Regions from separate parts of the Mus musculus genome. Here region 2 is linked to region 1. Evidence: chromatin contacts called from public Hi-C data. All regions are on one chromosome and are shown on one strand. Each heading gives the region's core, a stretch centred on a gene start, on an enhancer-like site or on the middle of the called end of the contact. The rest is flanking DNA. Distances are from core to core; before and after follow the strand shown.

Region 1 (4,096 bases), core at 902-3,401:
GTAGGAGCTAAGAGAATACGTTCATGTCTTAAATAGGAATCAAGGAGAATGTATTCTTTAGTTTAAGGGGTCAAAAAAGAAATCAGGGAGATCTTCCTTGAGAAAATTATATTAAACTTCCTTCAAAAAGATGAGTTAGAAGATAGTGAAGTGAGCCTTATGCTAAGAGAAGTAATTGATGTAAACTAGATAGAAGATATTAAGATCCACAGGCCCAAGGATGACTATACTTTCCAGAACCAGGAAGAGGGAAGTGCAGGCAGAGTAGAGAAAGTGAGGCAGAGAGTAAGAGAGTAAGAGAGTAGTGTTGATGAGGCAGAAGCCAAGAAGGGACAAATGTTGCAGAAGGTGATATCCTTAGAGCTCAATTTCGTTCTGAATGATGGAGAAAACGCATTTAAACAAATCATATAGGAAAATATGGACAATGGAAAGGAATTTGGACTAAAGAAAGGTCTACTAAAGAAAGGTCTACTGATAGGACACAATTGATAAAGTTCAATTAAGATGGAAAATATGGAGGCAGGAAATAAGGAGATTATGTCAAGGTTGACTACAGTTTTTCAGTCTGACTAACTGAATGGGATGTGATGTTATTCATAGAGATAGGTAACATTAAGCCATTTTTTAATTCTATGAGAAGAAATTCATATTTACCTCCACTAGGTGAATTTGAAGCAATTATGTGATAACCTGTGTCACATGAGCCATCTACCTCTCTTGTCAAGAGACCTGGGTCCTTGGAGACACAAGTTTGTACATGGTTTGATATGGTTAGAAAGTAACTTGAGCTGTAACAACAGATGAGATCATCTAGCACCGACTCTGTACAATGGAGGATTCTAACCTTTCGAGGTTGGCTGCAGGAAGATGCCCCAGCACAATGAAAAGGAGTGGCAAGCAGAAAAAGGAGTAGGCCCGCAGGATTTATTGTCATCAAAGCCTGAAAGAGAAGAGTTCATGTAGGAGGCAAGTCATGGCTAATAGCCTTCGAACAAAACCATACAGCAATTTCTAGAGACGACTAAGTGTTGGCTGTATCCTTGCTCAGTAGCAGCTCCTTTTGGGCTGGATTGGTGAACGGAAACGGAGATGGAGAAGATGCTATGGATCTCTTGCTCTTTTCCCTTTGACTGCTGTGTTCATATCCCTAAGAATGATCGTTATGAGTAACTGTACCTCAAAAGAGTTTTATTGTTTTGTTGTGGGATTATTTTTTTAATGTTTTTACCACACTCAGTCTAAGCACTAAGAAAATATTCCCAGAACTAGCCCTCAAATAATGGCTGTCAGGGATTTGACAACTGAATATCCCAGATGCTTGGCTCTCAGCCGACAGAACAAAATTTAGGATCTTACATCAGAGGGATGGACTTGTTTGCTAATAGACTTCTCACGAACTTTCTGCTCGTCCCTAGCACAGGTCCCTTAGCATTTTACAGAATCCCTTAGAACAGTCACCCACCTTTGTGTCCTTGCCTCAGCGGCTGCTTCTGGGTAACAAGAAATATATAAAAGCTTAGGTAATGTGAGGCAATAAATGTGCATTTAAAGAGGATTAGATAACGAGGGGTATCAGGAGGAGAGCAGCGTTATGAAATTATGAAATATACTGGAGCTCTGTTCATGCTAATGGAAGATTTAGGAGAGTGAAAAGAAAAAAGATTTTTTTAAATAGAAATCTTATTTATGTAATTTTCAGAGCTGTTGGTTAAAAGGAAAATAAATAATAAAAATGAGGGAAATATAGTAGGGTTTACAGTAGAATACTCAGAAAGTTACTTTCTGGATGTAACAGAAAGAGCAAAAGTTTTTTTTTGTTTTTCTTAAAAAGAATGAAGCAGGCTCCATAGATCCTGGACTTTAGTACACAGAGGAATTCCCAACATCTCTAGAATCCACTTAGTTACTGCATGACATATTTTCCCTCCAGATGCACAGGCTGAAGAGTCGGCTGTTGGTCGAATACACTTGTATTCTTTTCTCAGCAATTATTTTAAGGAATGCATTTGAATAAAATGCACTTTTGGCATCATTTTTCAGAATGGGCGATGATTTATGCTTTTCTTGCAGGGACAAGATGGCTCTGGGCATGAGTCATGACTGTGCTGGGAAGGTTCCGATGGGAACCTTGTTCCTGCGGGCTGATCCCTACCTTACATGGACTTGAGGCTGTGCATGGCTTTTATTAACTTGAGGATTTTGCTTGTAGAGGCTTGGGATTCATCTTTTCCTTCACAACACAAGCCCTGCTCGTGGTTCACACGCACCTGATTCAGAATCTGTGCTTGGGTCTCTGAGTGGCTTGGGAATAGTAATTTGGGAAGTCTCTGATTCTTTGTCAGCTAAAATGAGATGATGCATTCCCTGGTGGAGCTGGGAAATAGGCTAGTCCTCTGTGGGGGAGTCGATTAAAATGGCAGACAAAGTTCTGATTCTGTGGGACAGTTTTAGTATAAATAAAATTTGTTCATGGGCCAAGAAAGCTACAAACTGCAACACTGATCTCTGCTTCTTCTCGATTCAAAAATGTACTGTTTTACATACCGTCTTCAGATATGAGGTTTTCTTGGGGAAAAAAAATATCCTGACCCAGAGCAGATGTTCTTGGGGGCGGAGGGAAGAACCACTGAAGTCTTTCATGGGTCAAGGTGATTGAACTGTAAGACTGATACTTGAAATTTTCCAGGTTAAAATTATTCCTGTCACTGTTCTTGGCTCTGGTTTTCAAAATGTATTTTACAGCATTGCTTGTAAGGTGTTACCATGCATACGAATCACCTGGGGGTTTTGTTACACTGAATGTAGATTCCTCTTCAGTAGTTTGAGGCTGAACTTGATGCTGATTGTGTGTGTGTGTGTGTGTGTGTGTGTGTGTGTGTGTGTGTGTGTGTGTGACCAGGAGGTGCAGAAGCTTGTCGCCTAAGATGCTATCTAAGAGAGACATTCTCTGGGCCTTTATGCTTAAGTAAAACATAATTTTAAATTACATCTGCATTTTATCTTCCCATTTGAAATCCTACTGGTGAATGAGTTGACAATCCTGGAAGGCTTTGTATGATGGAAGCTGGTTTAATATGAAAAGGTCATACAATATGCCATCCCTTAAAGCCTGGGAATTTTGATTTCTCATGAGTGAACAGGACAATGTTTTGTGTCCAGTCAAAAAGCGATTCACATATTTAAGCAGACATAAGAAGTGTTTTGGAAGCATATTTGACCCTCTTTATAGTGATTCTAGCAACCCAGAATGTCTCACATTTTCCAGATGACCAGGATTCTAAGTAGAATGCTCAACAGTCCTGTTAGGACAGTACCTCCACCAGGCTCTTCTATATTCCAAACATACTGCGAACATCAATTGGATCTAAACTTACTTAGTAGTTTAGCCATAACTGGGCTTCCATTAAAAGTGGCATGTATGGAAGCACTGCAGGGGAATATGGCCCAAACACATTGTGTGAAATTCTTAAAGAATAAAATAGCTCTTTATAAAGATGCTGTGTAGGAATACAGACTCCTCAACCATCCTAAATTATTGGCTACATTCACTATGGTAACATGTCCATGTAACAATTCTTTAATGAGTTCTCATGAAGATTCCATTTCAGAAGTGACCACTCTTTGAATTGTAAGCAAGTGTCTTTATTCTAATAAGCATTCTCAGGACTTACCAAGGCAGGTGTTCCGAGGTCCATATTTGAGAATGAATTTTTGTTTTAGGGTAATGTAACAGCCAACAACTTGGCTTTCTAAATCTGTATTTTTAAGTCCTATTTTAGTATTCTATTCCAGTCATGAATGAAGGATATATATGGTTGCATGGGAAAGTCAGTACTTTTGCTTCTAATGTTATTGAAAATATTGTCATTAGTCAGAACAGAAAACACTCTACAGGAACTTATTGGCAGAGAAATACAACTTTGCTCCTGTAATTCCAGGTCTAGGCTTATCAGAATAGAATATTTCCTAACATGGTTTACTATAAGAGTAAATACACATTTGATATTTCATAAGATATGTTGGCATCAATATAAACATGTAAACATATGTAAAAATTTCGAGAAATTGTTAACTCAGTCTTCTAAGTCATCAG
Region 2 (4,096 bases), core at 945-3,444, 120 kb after region 1:
AGGGCCCTCAAGGCAGTCTGTAAGACAATACTTCTATGTTAGATAGTTTTTTCCTGTGGGAGGATGGTAGGAGAAACACATATATGGTATAGGCAAAGTGACTCAGGAGAGTATGAAACATCTTCTTAGGATGCTGTTTTTGTGGGAGGGACACTAAAGCAGCTACTGTGGAAACAACTGTACTTAAACTTCCTGGCGGTTGCTATTGAAAGTGAACCTGGCTTATCCCAGCACAAAGAGGACATGGGTTTGTTCATAACAGCTCCTAAAGGTCACTTACCTGGGACTATTCCCAGGTGTATGAATTTCCAATCACTGCTGCTTCAAGCTAACTTGAGGTCTTAGACAAAGAGGAAGTTGTATGGCTATGGCCCAAAGGAGGGAGGCCCAGGGTTACTTAAGGAAGGACGTGCTGCAAATACCATTCATTTAAAGTATCACACAAGTGTCACCCCATGGCATGCCTTTCCCTGCTTGCCAAACCTCATTTCTGAGACATAGGCAGTGCAAAAGGAACACCTTGGCTTCACAGCCTGTAGAAATGAGAAGAGAAGAACAGCAAGAACTTAGGTGAGTCCATCCCATATCAGGGGCAGAATCCTGACGTTCTTTGGGGGGAACTCAAGCATAGGAAATCAAAAGAGTGTTACTTAAAATCAGGTTATATCGCATTTATTACTATCCTAAGTATACGTAAGAAGCCACAGGCATCCCTCTTATATAACAATGAGCAATCTTTCCCTTGTTTCTCTTTCTCCATTAAATGATGTATCCACTCATTTTAGGGTGAGGCATACATCTCAAAAGATTTGAATATATACATTCTATATTCTTCACTATCCAGATGTGAAACAATTGACTTGAAAGTGTTTTCCTTTTTAGGTAAAATTTTGATTTATCACTAGCATTAATCTTAGAGAAAATTATGTATGTGTAAGTCTTAATTAGACTATGGAATGAAGTGTGCATGTACACACACACATACACACACACACACACACACACACACACACACACACACACACACACACTCACACTTGCATGGAAATGGTGGTGACCTGGTTTTAACTCTAGTGTACAAGCAGGGCTGTTGTAAGGCAGAAATGACTTCATCAGGAAATCCTCAGTCAAACTTCCAAATATACAAATAGATGCCTTTTATTCTGCTGTGAATCAAAATGATGCCATGTCCTGTAATTAAGGATGTTAGTGGCCACGTTGAGTGAGAGCCAACCACACTTAGCCTTTGTTTCTAAGACAGTCATTTTCAAGTTCAGCATCTTAAGGCCAATAGGCACCTTATTTGGCAAAGATTCAGTTCTGTTCCTAAGTCATTTTAGGGTAATAGAATTTTCTTTCTTTCTTTTTTTCCTCCTTTTCTCCTTCCTTCCTTCCTTCCTTCCTTCCTTCCTTCCTTCCTTCCTTCCTTCCTTCCTTCCTTTCTTTCTTTCTTTCTTTCTCTTTCTTTCTTTCTTTCTTTCTTTCTTTCTTTCTTTCTTTCTTTCTTTCTTTCTTTCTTTCTTTTCTGTTCTCTTTTTTGGAGATGTACTGGTTGTTTGAACTTGATGCACAAATATTTATATATTTGGGCATGTTACTATGCAGTCAAAAATCAAAGAGTATTGCCTAAAAAAGCAAAATACAGAAACAAGTCTTAGCAATTATTGAATTGTTATTGAGCAAGATAATTACAAAAACAAACAAACAAATATTCAAACCCCTGTTGCTAAATGCAAATCTACGTGAGAGTGGGACACCAGATAACATTGCCTTATTATTTCTTCCTTACAGGAAATAATATGGAGTCATTAGGCTTTCTAAATATTAACTTCTCAAACTGACTGTGTAACTGGCTCCTGGGGCCGCATACAATGGCAGGGTGATATGGTCTGTTGATCTGGCCCACAGTCTGATGGGAGGGGAGCTGAAACACAGTTTTGTTTTGTTTTGTTTTCTTAAGCAGATCTACAAACCTCTCGGAATCAACCACTCCTTTTTTGGAGTCACTTGAGCCCTTGACCAAAGGCCTGCCTGAGTAGGATCTCTTCCTATGGATGCAGCAGGAACTCTCTATCCGCCTCCTCCAGCTGCAGGAGAGAAGAATTCACCGGAATGCTGAGATAATGCCTGAACTTGCTGAGCCCTCCTGCCTCCTGCCACCTCCATCAAGTTCTATCTTTGTCTTAGGCCCTGAGTCATGCCCTACACCGACCCCTCAGTCATCTGTGACTCATAGCAGAGAGCAGTTATACCCAATGCTGAGCCACAGGAGCAGACGATTATTCTATTCTTCTTTATTCTCTCATTCTCTCTCTTCTTCTTCTTCTTCTTCTTCTTCTTCTTCTTCTTCTTCTTCTTCTTCTTCTTCTTCTTCGTCGTCGTCGTCTTCTTCTTCTTCTTCTCTTTCTTTCTTCCTTCCTTCCTTCCACCTTTCTTTCTTTCTTTCTTTCTTTCTTTCTTTCTTTCTTTCTTTCTTTCTTTCTCTCTCTCTCTCCCTCTCTCCCTCCCTCCCTCCCTCCCCCCTCTCTCTTTCTTTCTTTCTCTCTCTCTTTCTTTCTTTCTTTCTTTCTTTCTTTCTTTCTTTCTTTCTTTCTTTCTTTCTTTCTTTCTTCCTCCGTCATTCTTCCATTCTTTGCTTCTGAAAGTATCTGTATCAGATCAGGACCCCGAGACCAAGTTCTAAGCACAAAGTAGATTTATTTGCACCAGATGGACAAAGGACAGAGAATAAGAGACAAAGACAGGATGAAGACAAAAGCAGAGATGATAAAGGACAAGGGAGAAGGGGAAAGGAACAAAAGAGAGGGGGCAGGAGTACCAATTCTTGGGGGGGGGAATGGGAGGACAAAGGACTGTCTCTGGATAGAGAGGAAAAAGAATTGGCTCTTAGGAAAATGGTGGTTTCTAAAGGTAAAACAAGAAACCCTGTGTTAGGATGAGGTATTTAATTTTAATTGGGCATGTTAATTAGATGAACCAAGGTAGGCTTTTGATTGCTGGATTTGAATACTTTGATAGCTGGACCTTGGTAGTCAGCCTCTAAAGGAGGAAATGTCCAAATAAGGGAATAGACCTTGAGGGCTCGCTTTAGGAATGTAATCTAATGGTTTTCAGCAAGGCAGAGGAAATGGGGGAGAAGGACAAGGCCTGCCAGACTCATGTCATGTGTGTCGTGCTCGGGCTAGCTAGAGGCCTTTCAATTCCTCTCCGTGTCTCTCTCTGTCTCTGCCTCTGTCTCTTCAGCTCTCTGTGTCTCCGACTCTCTGTCTCTCTGTTTTTCTCTGTCTCTCTACCTCTGTCTCCATCTCTGTCTTCATCTCTCTCTCTCTCTTTCCTCTCTCTCTCTCTCTCTCTCTCTCTCTCTCTCTCTCTCTGTCTTGTTCTCTACCTTGGAAGAAAAGTTAGGTCAAATGGTCATATCTTGAGCATCTTCTTCAAGAGCTTCTCTATCATTTGTGTCTTTAACTTGGGAGAAATTTTATCCTGAGTGGGCATTTTGGTGGGTATTTTCTTTTAAATGCCATTTTGGGTCAGATTTCTTTCTTGTAGAGTAACCTATCTTTACTTGATTACAAATATGATACTGAATAATATTTATTTATGTATTTATTATTTGTTGTGTGCTTGCTTGGCCTTTGTAATATGACTTTACAGTTTCTCCCATTAACCTGTGGAGTCTCTCTACTTCTGGAATCTGTATTTGCTGTCCTTTGGCCTTCACAAGTTTCAGAAAAGATTCTGTCTATTAGAGCAGAGTCAAGGCCAAGGCCAGCCTACTTCAGCCAGACTGCAGCTGACTGACCCTTAAACAACAAAGAAATGAGTCAACAGAATAAGCCAAACCTTACCCAAAATGAAAAAACTAATCTCTTGATGTCTAGCTTTACAACAAACAAACAAACAAATGAAAAAAGAATGCGGGTTATCTGCTAAGATTTCTAGTAGTTTGTCATTGTGATAGTAGGTAGCAGACATGTCAGCCTGGCCCTTTAGTCCTATGGGTGGCCTGGCAAGTTAGATCCACATACTCTTGTAATAATGTTTCAAGAGATTTTATTTCTTAATATTGTGTTAGTTTTCACAATGGTGTATTCCA

What was found. A called contact is a pair of places that touch in the nucleus more often than the background predicts.
Region 2: a Hi-C map of adipose-derived mesenchymal stem cells shows a contact between it and region 1, with 2.4 times the contacts expected there. The contact joins two enhancer-like sites. A contact is called at or near these places in 15 of 484 Hi-C or Micro-C datasets (the 3T3-L1 cell line, 3T3-L1-derived adipocytes, the C2C12 cell line and 10 more) and 1 of 115 datasets of contacts at active chromatin or transcription factors (embryonic fibroblasts).

What each region holds. Positions count from the first base shown.
Region 1 is chr2:137,596,225-137,600,320 of GRCm38.p6, forward strand. No RefSeq gene overlaps it. Among named protein-coding and RNA genes, the nearest start is that of Gm14064, 65 kb to the right of the region's middle. Within about 2 kb of position 2,152, at least 26 of the 459 cell types and tissues checked have an H3K27ac peak or open chromatin away from gene starts, as enhancers often do. A contact at or near this core is called in the C2C12 cell line, the C3H10T1/2 cell line, adipose-derived mesenchymal stem cells and 2 more, where this site is marked.
Region 2 is chr2:137,720,082-137,724,177 of GRCm38.p6, forward strand. Gm14064 (a long non-coding RNA gene) reads left to right here. Exons shown (of 6, transcript XR_866773.2): 6 at 1,964-2,322. Among named protein-coding and RNA genes, the nearest start is that of Gm14064, 59 kb to the left of the region's middle. Within about 2 kb of position 2,195, at least 48 of the 459 cell types and tissues checked have an H3K27ac peak or open chromatin away from gene starts, as enhancers often do. A contact at or near this core is called in the C2C12 cell line, the C3H10T1/2 cell line, adipose-derived mesenchymal stem cells and 2 more, where this site is marked.